Regions from separate parts of the Sus scrofa genome. Here region 1 is linked to region 2. A link is a contact called in public Hi-C data. All regions are on one chromosome and are shown on one strand. Each heading gives the region's core, a stretch centred on a gene start, on an enhancer-like site or on the middle of the called end of the contact. The rest is flanking DNA. Distances are from core to core; before and after follow the strand shown.

What was found. Hi-C and Micro-C count contacts between places; a contact is called where the count stands out from the background.
Region 1: a contact with region 2 is called in a Hi-C map of retroperitoneal adipose tissue, with 1.7 times the contacts expected there. The contact joins two enhancer-like sites. A contact is called at or near these places in 10 of 47 Hi-C or Micro-C datasets (alveolar macrophages, embryonic fibroblasts, fetal heart ventricle and 7 more).

The regions. Positions count from the first base shown.
Region 1 is chr2:49,953,616-49,960,212 of Sscrofa11.1, reverse strand. It overlaps the pseudogene LOC110259568. Among named protein-coding and RNA genes, the nearest start is that of WEE1, 62 kb to the right of the region's middle. Within about 2 kb of position 4,937, at least 20 of the 83 cell types and tissues checked have an H3K27ac peak or open chromatin away from gene starts, as enhancers often do. A contact at or near this core is called in retroperitoneal adipose tissue, where this site is marked.
Region 2 is chr2:49,747,358-49,754,233 of Sscrofa11.1, reverse strand. The region is part of intron 3 of SWAP70 (switch-associated protein 70); the gene reads left to right. Among named protein-coding and RNA genes, the nearest start is that of SWAP70, 54 kb to the left of the region's middle. Within about 2 kb of position 3,548, at least 20 of the 83 cell types and tissues checked have an H3K27ac peak or open chromatin away from gene starts, as enhancers often do. A contact at or near this core is called in retroperitoneal adipose tissue, where this site is marked.

The sequences.
Region 1 (6,597 bases), core at 3,688-6,187, 200 kb before region 2:
ATAATATCTAAGAGTGATTTTCTAGCTATAGTTGGTCTTTATTTCCTACTGCTATTATCAAAATTCCAGGTAATCCTTATAAATTTATAGCTGTGCCATCACATTTAGATGGCACATTAGAGATGATGTCATTTCAGTCCTACATAATCTTAGCCCAAACATGGAATAAGAACATTTTATAGTTCATTGTATGATGCCAGCATCACCAGATAAGAAAATTAAAGGGAAGTATATCATAAATAAGTAAGTATATATATAGGCAAATATTTGACATTAAATCATTTCCTTGATATATAAAAAAGATAATACAGAGTTCCTGTTGTAGTGCAGTGGTTAACAAATCTGACTAAGAACCATGGGGTTTCAGGTTTGATCCCTGGCCTTGCTCACTGGGTTAAGGATCTGGCATTGCTGTGGCTCTGGTGTAGGCCGGCGTCTTCAGCTCTGATCAGACCCATAGCCTTGGAACCTCCATATGCCATGGGAAGCAGCCCTAAAATGGCAAAAAAAAAAAAAAAAAAAAAAAAAAAGATAATACATCTTATCCAAGAAGTATTTAATCAAAAAAGTGGAACTTTGAGTAGTAGCAGTGGCGATGGCTGCAGCAGTGCTCCAACTCTCTATTTGATGCAGACTCCACCTTTTTTTTTAATTACTCAATGAATTTATTACATTTATAGTTGTACAATGATCATCACAATCCAATTTTAAAGAATTTCCATCTCACGACCCCAGCGCATCCCCCCACCCCCCAAAATGTCTCCTTTGGAAACCATAAGTTTTTCAAAGTTTGTGAGTCAGCATCTATTCTGCAAAGAAGTTCATTGTGGCCTTTTTTCGGGTTCCATATGTCAGTCAGTGAAAGCATTTGATGTTGGTGTCTCATTGTCTTACTGACTTCACTTAGCATGATAATTTCTAGGTCCATCCATGTTGCAAAAAATGCCGGTATTTCTTTCCTTTTAATGTCAGAGTGTATATATATATATACACATATTCCATTGTGTATATATGTACCACATCTTCTTGATCCACTCCTCTGTCGATGGACATTTTGAGCCTGAGAGAGGTCCTCAGCCAGCAGCCAGGCATCCAGCTTGGCGAAGCCATTGACCCAAGCCCCTTGGTGGCACCTTGTTCACCCAGGGGCAGTATAGGCACCCAGACCCCAACTCCAAGATAGGAGGCAAGCTGAGCAAGAAGAAGAAGGGGTACAGTGTGAATGATGAGAAGGCCAAGGACAAAGACAAGAAGGCCAAAGGAACCGGGGCAGAAGAGGAAGGAACTCCGAAGGACAATGAGATCCAGGCGGCTGCGGAGACCCTAGAGGTGAAGGAGGGCAAGGAAGATGCCATCTAGGCAGCCAAGGAAGAAGCACCAAAGGCAGAGACGGAGCAGAAGGAGGGATTGGAGGGGAAGCAGGAGCCCCCAAGGGATGCTGAGCATGAGGGGGCTGCTGCCTAGGCCCAGGGGCGGGCAGTGAAGCCTCCAAGGCTTTGGAGGCTGAGGTGATGGTGGAGCCCATGGCCCCACCAAGGATGACAAGAGCAAGGAGGCAGGGGAACCCACCTAGACTGAGGCTCCCCAAGGTTCTGCTGGGGAAGAAAAGTGATGGGGCCCCAGCTTCAGACTCAAAACCCAGCAGCCCTGAGGCTGCCCCATCCACCAAAGAGACCCCAGCAGCCACAAGCACCCAGTTCCATGCACAAGGCCCGGCCCCCGAAGCCCCCACAGCCCCGCAGATGAGGTCAAATCTGAGACCCTGAGCTAATTCAGTTCAAACCATAGGAGTCAAAGTAACAAAGACTCTGGAGAAAAAAATGCAGCTTATCCATGATCTGTCTGTCTCTCTTTCTCTCTCTGTCTCTCTCCTCTCCTACACTAACTGGTTTCAAATTGGAAGTAATGATAAGTATTGTCTGAGAAAAGGGATGTGGTCCCATCGAGGGAGGGAGGGGGTGGGGAGAATTCAAATAGTGTCTTTGTGGGGGAATATCTAATATACCTTCAGTCACCTCTCCCAATCAGCACTGAATGTCCCATTTCAGTACTGAAATGTCTGAAAGTACAGTACCTCTCTTTGTATCTGAACTGCTGTTACATGCACTCTGCCACTAAGATCCCAAACATCTCGTCTTCTCCAAGGGGGAACTGGGAATGAAGCATTTTGACTCTGCCCGCAGAGCCCATGCTAAGTCTATCAGATCTTGATGAAGGCAGTATTTTCTGAGTTTTCTTTTTAATTTACAGCCTTTCTTATTTTGATATATATTTTTTTAATGCTACGGATGAATGCCATTTTTCAGACAGGCCCCTTAGCCTGTCCACATGTATCTCCACACCAAGACTCCATGCTTCCGCCCCAGGTATTTTTGGGAAGAACAAACATTCTCTCATCCTACTCAGCTCCCCTAGATTTCTTATGACATGTTAAAACATGTCCAGGTTTGGGTGCATCTGTAGTTCTGTTCATTGGTCAGTGGAAATGAAGGAAAAAAAAAAAAGCCTGCATTCATTGAATGCAGTTCCAGTTTCTCATCCATTCTGTGTCACAGACACCAACATATCACTCATTGGAAAATAGAAAAAAAAAAAAGAAAAGAACAACAAAATATGTGCAATGGATACACTGAAATTGTATGTAATTATATAAATGGTGTAACAGTAATAAAGTAAAGCAATTCAAAAATGAACAAAATGCAAGTTTGGTATATCATTTCTATTTTATCAATATATTTCACCACATTAATAAAGTAGAAATACCAGTCACCTCAACAGATGTGGAGAATAGTTAATGATATTAAGCAAATATTTATAAAAATGCTCAACAAACTAGGGATAGAAGGTTAAAATGAAGAATTAACTGACTTGTTTTTTGTTAATTATCAATAGCATGGAACTTGGAAGCCCTAGAATTTTAGTTAGAAGGAGGAAAGCTTTTTTCCTTAGAAAAATTTGAATGAATTACTTCAGAGACTGAGGAATAAAGATAAAAATTAGGATCAAGGAGTTCCCGTCGTGGCGCAGTGGTTAACGAATCTGACTAGGAACCACGAGGTTGCGAGTTCGGTCCCTGCGCTTGCTCAGTGGGTTAACGATCCGGCGTTGCCGTGAGCTGTGGTGTAGGTTGCAGACACGGCTCGGATCCCGCGTTGCTGTGGCTCTGGCGTAGGCCGGTGGCTACAGCTCCGATTCAACCCCTAGCCTGGGAACCTCCATATGCCGCGGGAGCGGCCCAAGAAATAGCAACAACAACAACAAAAAGACAAAAGACAAAAAAAAAAAAAATTAGGATCAAGTCTCATTTCCTTTTGTAGCTGGCTTTAATTGAAGCAAATTCTCATAATATAAAATTAACCATTATAAAAGAAAAAAAGGTCAGTAGATTTAAACCATACTGTGCAACCACACCTGTACTTACCTCCAAAATATTTCCATCACCTCAAAAAAAGTGCTGTATCTATTAAGGAATTTTTTGCTTTCTTCTGCCCCCAAGTCCTGATAATGACCAGTCTTCTTTGTGTTTATATGTAATGTTTACCCATTTTGTATACTCCATATAAAATGAATCATAAAGTATGGGATTTTTGTGCTTGGCTTCTTTCATTTGGCATAATGTTTTCAAGGCTCATCCACATTACACCATATACTAGTACTTTGTTTTTATAGTTGAGTAATATTTCACTGTATATACCATATTTAATGTAGCCATTGATATTTTGAAGGACATTTGGGCCATTTTTCTTTATGGCTATTGTAAATAGTGCTGCTATGAACATTGAGCTGTGTGTATTTATTTGAATACCTGTCATCAATTCTAGTTGGTATATACCTAGGAGTGGAATTTCTGACTACCTGGAGTTAGATATGCTTTGAGGTTTGAGAGCACAATACCTAATATTGCACTCACTTCAGATATAAATTTCAAGTCTGAAGAATTCACAAAACCTAATTTGCTAATTTGTTAAAAGGGTTCAAGCAGTTTACCAAAAACTACACTAGCAATTATAATTTATCATGGGATAAGCATGCAGATCAGTATCCTACCCAAAGTAAGAGATACATAGGACAAAGTCTGTGAAAAGTTCAAAGAGACCCTTTCTCTTGACCCTTCTATGTTTGGAAACATAAGAGCATACATATACATACCCTCATAAGAAAATAGATAAGTAAATTAAACTTGGATTAATAAAAGCTCTCCCTAGAATATTGTCATATAGATGGTTTTCCCTTACATATTTATATGTCTTATGTCCAGATATGTAGTCTTGTCTATTTTTCTTAAGACTAAATGACTGGAGCTGATTATACAAATGCCCTAAGACTTTAGGAAAATAATGTACAGGCTAGATATCACATGGGACACTGTTAGCATCTAATTGCTGGAACTGCAGTCTTTAACACAATACATCAGTGATATTCTCTAGTTGCCACAGCCCTAAATTCTTGTTGGCATATATTTGTGATGCAGTTTGGTGCCAGGATTTAGTTTTCAGATTTGATCTTATCTTTAGTGTCTCTGGGTTTTCATATTTCATATGTTGGAAAATGGTAACATATTTTGGGGGGGTTGTATTTTAAAAGGTATCATATTTTTATACACATTTTCTAATATTTCATTTTTAGTATACATAAATGCAATTGATTTCTGAATGTTAATCTTGTATCTTGCTACTTTGCTGAATTCCTTGATTAGAAATAAAAGTTTTGTGTCCGCTCAGATTGCTCTCTCCCAGACAGTGCTGGCCAAGGCTTGGCTGCAGGGGGATGGAGAACCGGTGCAACTTGCCAGGGACTCTCAGAGCAGCACCTTAGGACTTAGCTGCAACCCCACCCCCCACTTCCCTTGATAATGCGGCTGTCCTGAGTGGCTGTTCGCAGCCTGCATGCAGGCTTGGCCTGGAAGGTGGAGCAAGGCCCTGGGCGGTGCAGGCAGACGCCTGAGACGTGGGCCTGGCTGAGCGCCCCAAGAATGCAGGCGAGGCTGGAGCACTTGCAGTCAGCAGGGGTCGGTGATGGCAGCAGCAGCGGCGGGGCCAGCGGGCAGGAGGCCGCTTAGCCGGCTGCAGAAGCGCCCCTCGGCTCCCTGACCCGCTGGCGGACCCGCCCCTCTACCGCGCCACTCACCACCCACTCCTTTGCTCCTGTCCCCTACACCGCTCCGCCCGCAGACCACCTCTCCCAGCGGGGGGCGTGAGGGCAGGGAGCTGATTTGCAGGCGGCGGTGGTGGGCGGAGCCCAAGGCGGCCCAGGAGCTAGCACTGGCTGGCAGGGGCCATTTGGCGGCGGTGGAGGGGCAGTCTAGCCCTTCTGGGGCGCGGGGGTGGTGTTCCCTGATGCTGTATTGACTGCGTTGTGTGAAACCTCAGCAGACTGGTTTGCTATGTGCTGTGCCTCTGTTTGTTGGTTTGATCAGCCTGAGGCTCAGCCTCAGGCTCATCAAATGGCTGTGGTGGGCTCCACCACAGGTATATACGTGGCCACTGACCTGGTGGACTCCAAGGGGTTGGGCCAGGAACCCTTCTTCCTCTCCAAGCCCAGCTTCTTTCACAAAGCCATGGAGGCCACCACCTAAGAAAACATGCCTATAGTTGAAGTCAGAGAATGTTTTACCTTCTAGAAGTTTTAGGGTGTCTTGTCTTATATTTAAGTCTTTAAGCCAATTCAAGTTTATTTTTGTGCATGGTGTGAGGTTATGTTCTTGTTTCATTGATTTACATGCAGCTGTCCAGTTTTCCCAGCACCATTTGCTGAAGAGACTTTTTCCCATTTTATATTCTTCTCCCCTTTGTCTGAAGATTAATTGACCATAAGTGTCTGGGTTTATTTCTGGGCTCTCTATTCTGTTCCATTGGTCTGTGTGTCTATTTTTGTACCAGTGCCACACTGTCTTGATTACTGTAGCTGACTTCTGGGAAGCTAATGCCACTTGCTTGGTTTTTATTCCTCGGGATTTCTTTGGCAATTCAGGGTCCTTTGTGGTTCCATATAAATTTTTGGAAGTTTTTAGTTCTGTGAAAAATCTCATGGGTAACTTAGTAGGGATTGCATCGAATCTGTCCATTGCTTTGTGTAGCATGGCCATTTTTATGATATTAACTCTTCTAACCCAGGAACATGGGATATTTTACCATTTCTTTCAATCCTCTTTAACTTCCTTGATAAATATTTTATATAGCTCTCAGCATGTAAGTCTTTCGCCTCTTTGGTCAGGTTTATTCCTAGGTATTTTGGGGAGGTGTGATTTTAAAAGGTATCATATTTTTATATTTGTTTTCTAATATTTCACTGTTAGTATACAGAGATGCAACTGATTTCTGAGTGTTAGTCTTGTATCCTGCTACTTTGTTGAATTCATTGATCAGAAATAGCAGTTTTTATATGGAGTCTTCAGGGTTTTCTATATATAGTATCCTGTCATCTGCAGAGAGTGACAATTTTCCCTCTTCCTTTCCAGTTTAGATACCTTTTATTTCTTTTGCTTTTCTGATTGCTGCAGCTAGGACTTCCCATACTTTGTTGAATAAAAGTGGTGAGAATGGGCATCCTTTGTCTTATTCCAGATTTTAGAGGGAAGGCATTCAGTTTTTCTCTTTG
Region 2 (6,876 bases), core at 2,299-4,798:
AAAGGGAGCCCTCCTGCACTGTTGTTGGGAATGTAAGCTGGTACAGCCACTATGGAGAACAGTATGAAGGTACCTTAGAAATCTGTACATAGAACTACCATATGACCCAGCAGTCCCACTCTTGGGCATATATCCAGACAAAATTTTCCTTAAAAAAGACACATGCACCGGCATGTTCATTGCAGCTCTATTCACAGTAGCCAAGACATTAAATCAACCCAAATGTCCATTAAAAGACAATTGGATTAGGAAGAAGTGGTATATGTACACAATGGAATACTACTCAGCCATAAAAAAGAATGACATAATGCCATTTGCGGCAACATGGATGGAACTAAAGACTCTCATACTGAGTGAAATAAGTCAGAAAGAGAAAGACAAATACCATATGATATCCTTTATAACTGGAATCTAATATATGGCACAAATGAACCTTTCCACAGAAAAGAAAATCATGGACTTGGAGAATAGACTTGTGGCTGCCCCGGGGGAGAGGGAAGGGGTGGGAGGGATCGGGAGCTTGGGGTTAACAGATGCAAACTATTGCTCTTGGAATGGATTTACAACGAGATCCTGCTGTGTAGCACTGAGAACTATGTCTAGATACTTACATCGCAACAGGACAATGGGAGGAAAATTATGTATACATGTATGTGTAACTTGGTCCCCATGCTGTACAGTGGAAAAAAATAAAGAAAAAAGAAGTAGAAGGGAATAGAATATTGCTAGATGTCGAAAAAGATGTACCAGTGGTATTTTAAAAACCTAGCTGCTGTTGGAAGAATTCGTTAGTAAAATTGCTAGTGTCTTTTTCTTAAGACTTATTTTTTTGGTCTTTTTAGGGTTGCACTTGAGGTATATGGAGGTTCCTGGGCTAGGGGTCAGATTGGAGCCCCTGCCACCGGCCTATGCCACAGCCAGATTCGAGCCACATCTGTGACCAACACCGCAGCTCATAGCAGCACCGGATCCTTAACCCACTGAGTGAGGCCAGGGTTTAAACCTGGATCGGCATGGATACTAGTCAGATTTGTTTCTGCTGAACCTCTAGGGGAACTCCATTTTTAAAGGCATTTTGTAATTACACCCAGTGTTCAAAATTTGTGTTTTCTTTGGAACTGGAGATGGGGTGGGTCTCTTGTCATCTTTTGGTTCTTTCCATCACTAAAATATTCATGGTGGACTTGAAAGTGACTTTGTCCTGATTTCAGAATTAGAAATTAGTGAGCAAGGAGACTTACCTTATTCCTCGAAGCAGCCCTTACTTGACGTGAAGGTCTTGTCACTGGCTTTATTTACTTATGTATTTATTGGCTGCCCCTGTGGCTTGTGGAAGTTCCTGTGCCAGAGATCAAACCCATGCCACAGTAGCAGCCCGAGCCACTGCAGTGACCACACCTGATCCTTAATCTGCCACACCACAAGGGAGCTCCTTGTCTTTGATTTTACATCATCACTGGGTCACAGGCTGTGGAGAGAGCCAGTCAGTATCAGCTTCCTGACTCCTGTGCTTAAGACACTCGAAACATTGCTGCTCCAGGTGACCTGCAAAACTGAGACCCACATAAGACTTGATGTGGGCCATGACTTTATGTTCCCACCTAGAGCCCAAGCCAAGGCTCCAAGCTTGCTTGCCTTTGTCTTTTCAGGCTATCAGGAATTTCTGGTCCTCTCCTAAACAAGTTAATCTCATTTGAGAATAGCCTCTTTTTGCCTAGTCAGGATAGCCAGGGAGCATACCTTGTCATGTCATTGTTTGGACTTACTGTGTTTGTTTGTTTGTTTTTCTTTTTTGGCCACACCCTCGGCATGCGGAAGTTCTTGGGCTAGGAGTGGAATTGGAGCTACAGCTGCTGGCCTACACCACAACCACAGCAACTCGGGATTTGAGCTGCATCTTGTGGCAATGCCAGATCCTTAACCCACTAAGCAAGGCCAGGGATCAAACCCACATCCTCATTGATACTAGTCAGGTTCGTAACCCACTGAGCCACAACAGGAACTCCCTATTCTGTTGTTTTGAAGTCCTTAACTCCTTCAGCATTTCTTCTGATTAGAAGTGGAATTAGAGTGAGTTGTAGAGATTATTCAGGAGTACTTCTGTGGGGAAAGAAGGGATTATACAAACAGATTTATGTGGAATTGCTTTGTCTGGCTGTTGAACCAGCCTCCTAAGGTTTAAAATATGGCCTTGTATTTATTGAGCTCTTAGCACATCTCCTGGCCTTTGCTCAATCACTGAAAATTCAAGGTCACACATTTTGTGAAAAACACTAGAGTGTTTCTTTAAGGTGTCCATTCTTTCTTAGATTTTGCTTCCTTCCTAAATACTTTAATAGTATTTAAAAAAAAAAACGGTATTTTCAACTAGTTTTAGACTTACAGATTTTAATGAAAGTTGGTATGAAAACAGATACATTTAAAAATAAATTTTGAAGTATGTCTCAACTTGACATGAGTTTGTTTTGTCCTATTACTAAAAATTTTTAGGTTTTGTTAATTTAAAGCAATTTTTAGGTTTTCAGTCATTTATCATAATAATTATTTGCATTTTAAGTCCAAAGTGTTTCTCTTTTTTAAATTTTTATTAATTTTTTTCATTACTTCAGACTTTATCCTCCAACTTTAATTAATACTATGGAAGATATAAGTGGTAGTTATGTGAATAACAGGTGGTATAAATAAGTTTGCTTTTGATTCAGTTTCCCACCACCTAGAAAGTAGTATCAAAAATAATGAATAAATAAAGTGACTTCCTATACAAATGTCAAGAAATAGCATGTCACCATTTGAGATGGTTATGTAATTTTTGTCAAATGATATTCCTGAAAATGCGTGTCTGTGAAGTGTAGTTTTTACATTAGTATACATTTCCTACAGTGCCAAGAACAAAACAGGACGTGACCATTGCTTATTTGGAAGAATTGCCTTTATGCAATTAAATATCAAAACCTGAAATAGTTTTAGGCGATCTTTAGTATAATAAAGTCCGAACTGTTATTAGTCATTAAAGGCCTTCTTTCATCATTATAGGGAAAGAACTTTTAACAAGTTAATTTTGGAGCCAGAGGCCTGAAAAACCACATGCAGCTCGAAAGTTTATTCTTTGTTATTTTTGGTTCAACTAGCCTTGGAAGGAGGAAGTAAGCTGCTTCCTGAAACTGAATGAGCTCTTAGAATTGATGCAGCCCACTCAGACCAACACAGCAGCACGTGGTTTATTATTTAGTATACTCCAATAGTTGAGAATGGGAATGTTTGTCTCCCCTTGGCCCAACAGAATGAACTAAGAGGTCCGTAAGTTATTTGGTTATGATAAGTATATGTTTGTGTTTGAAGTCAACAGGAAGTGAATCTCGATTAGTTGCTCTGCAGTCCCTGGAAATGCTGAGCAGATGCTGGGTGCTGGTGGCAGACTCTGAAGGGTTGGGGAGAGCACCTTCAGAAGGTTCAGGATGAGCCTGGGAAGCTGCCTCTACAGCTGAGCTTGCTTCTACCAGGAAACATTGTGAAAAACTACGAGGAATTGAAGCTCCGAGTGTGAGGGGCCCGAGTTCATTCCCAGGGGTGGGTGAGGAAAAGTCAAAGCTATTTCCTGACTTGGACTACTGCTAATGGTCCGTTGAATGCAACAGCTTGTCACGCCTACTTGTTGTCATCCTCTCCGTCCATGCGGTCACACCCGTGACCTCACTACTAAAACTTCTAGTAGTGCTTATACAACCTTTATCCCAGGTTATTGATCAGGCAGCATGGGCCTTCTTTTTGGCCCTTGAGAGACTGAACTTCTGTGCATCATAATGCCTCTAAGGTGTTTTGCTTTGGTCATTTATGTAACTGACTTTCTTTTTTCTCTTTGTTTCTTTTTTACCGTCTTCTCTTTTCTGTCCCATTCTCTTCTTCCCTCTTCCCTTTCTTTCTTTTTTCTTTTTATGGCTGTACCTGTAGCATATGGAAGTTCCCAGGGTAGGGGCTGAATCGGAGCTGCAGCTGAGGTCTTCGCCACAGCCATGGCAACACTGGATCTGAGCTGCATCTGCTACCTACGCCACAGCTGCAGCAATGCTGGATCCTTCAACCCACCACACCGGGCCGGCGATTGAACCCTCACCTCCACAGCAACCCAAACCACTGTAGTCAGATTCTTAGCCCACTGTCACAGAGTGAACTCCTTTTAAATGTCCAGAAAGAAAGAAGTAACATTGATGGAGTACCTAGTAGGCCAGACATTGTGCACAATGTTCAGTATTTGTCCTATTTTATTCCCGTAGTAGTTCTATGTGAGTATTATGCTCATTTGATAGATGAGAAAACTGAGGCTTAGCTTAGTTTATTTCTGTTTCATTAATTGAGCTCCACTGCATTCTCTGTACAATGCTGAGTTCTGGAGGTTCAGAAATGAATGGGACATCATCCCTCCTATAAAGGAATTCGGAAAAATTAGCCAGCGGCCACTATGTTAAGTGTAGCAGTAACTTTGATACAGTATGCTGAGTGCAGTGACATAGAAAAGGAACACTTGACCTGGGTCAGAGCAGTTTTACTAGAACAGAGCTTCTGCAACTTAAATGTGCATCTGGAAATATGTGGGATTCCTGTTAAAATGCAGATTCTCCTTTTGGGGTCTTTGGGGGGAGTATGAGATCCTTCATTTCCAACAGCCTTCCAGGTGATGCTAATGCTGCTGTTCCACATTTTGAACCACTTTGAGGGGGAATATTCTAGATGATGTAGGATTTGAACAAATACCAGTTAGCCAGGTAGAGAAATGGGGAAAGGTAATCTAGACATTCAGGACAGCTTGGGGAAAGGCACAGAAGCATAAGAAAGTGTGTTAAATGGGTAAAGTACTTTAATCTGTAGCAGGTATTGGCAAACTACAGCTTGCTGGCTGAATGCAGCCCATAGCCTGTTTCTGGATAGCCCACATGCTAAGAATAGTTCTTACATGTTTAAAGGGTTGTTAAAACAAACAAGCTAACAACACCCCTAAATGAAGAACATGTACCAGCGATGTGCACAGGCTTAACTATTTTCTTTTCTTTCTTTCTTTTATTTGTTTTTTTTGGGGGGGGGGCTGCACCTGCGGCATATGGAAGTTCCCAGGCTAGGAGTCGAATCTGAGCTGCAGCTGCCGGCCTACGTCACAGCCACAGCAATGTGGGATCTGAGCCACATCTGAGACCTACACCACAGCTCACGGCAACGTCAGATCCTTAACCCACTGAGAGCAAGGCCAGGGATCAAACCAGCATCCTCATGGATACTATTCAGGTTCCCTTCCACTGCACCACAACAGGAACTCCTCAGGCTTAACTGTTTTCTAGCCAGCCCTTTACAGAGCATGCTTGGGATCTGTGGTGATGGTGGTATGGGAGTGTGAAATCTATAGTGGAACTTGGCCAGAAACATGCTAGACGTAGTAGGCAGGGGATGCTTATCAGGGACCAGAGGACACAGAGACTTGACCTGTGCCCTTTAGGCGGCAGGGAACCAGGGCGGGGTTTATGAAGGGGAAGTCAAAACAGGAGGCTTTTTGTCACTGATTTGATGTAAGGGATTGGGGAAAAGGATCCTGGCATGGATGAATCATGTTACTCCCAATTGAAATCAATAATAGGACAAGCCATTTGGAAGGTAGAGATGATTTTTTCAATTTTGGACATGTTGAGTTTGAGAGAACAATGTAGACTACCCCAGACTTTTCAGAAAATTAGTTCTTTTCAGTATTATTGCCTCACTGTTTTCTCTATTATTATTTCAATAGCAGTATTTTCTTTTTTTTTCTTGTCTTTTTTTTTTTTTTTTTTTGTCTTTTTGCCTTTTCTTGAGCCACTCCCATGGCATATGGAGGTTCCCAGGCTAGGGGTCTAATCGGAGGTGTAGCCACCGGCCTACACCACAGCCACAGCAACGCAGGATCTGAGCCGCATCTGTGACCCACACCACAGCTCACAGCAATGCCAGATCCTTAACCCACTGAGCAAGGCCAGGGATCGAACCCGCAACCTCATGGTTTCTCGTCAGAATTGTTAACCACTGCACCACAATGGGAACTCCTCAATAGCAGTATTTTCTACTATTTTACTGTACACAGCTGTGTGTTTCAGGATTTAATAAGCCTTTCCAGCCTGGGCTAGTAATTCCTCCTTCTTTACAACATTGTCAGTGTTCTAGTGGGAAGAAGCAACATGAATTTCAAAAATTTGTAAATTGAGGACTAACTTGTACATACTGCTTTGAGATGCTTATTTATTTTAGTGTGTCAATATTGGTTCAGGGGAGTTCCTTTTGTGGCTCAGTGGTTAATGAACCCGACTAGTATCCATGAGGACGAGGGTTCAATCCTGGCCTTGCTCAGTGGGTTAAAGATCCAGTGTTGCCATGAGCTATAGTGTAGGTTGCAAATACAGCTCAGATCGAGCTGTGGCTGTGGTGTAGGCCAACAGCTACAGCTCTGATTTGACCCCTAGCTTGGGAACTTCCATATGCCGCGGTGTGGCTCTAAAAACACAAAAGACAAATATTGATTCAGTAAAATTAATATTCTGATATGTTGAAATTCAGCAGAGGGTAATCAGATCACATCAGTTTATGTATGATAGTGTATGTGTGTGGTTTGCTTTAGTTCTATATACAAATACGTGGTACTGTTAAAGGGGTCCTCCTTTTTAAAAATTCCTTTACTTGAAGGTAATATAGAAATCAGTAGCATTTTTTCCATATCCTTCTCCCTGGTAGTATCATCATTCTTTAAAGACATATTTTGGAATTATAAAAGAATATTTCCTGAATTCACCATATCAGTATAAATAATAAAGATACATACCTAAGTTAAAACAATTTTTTTGGCTAGGAAATAATACTTTTTTAATC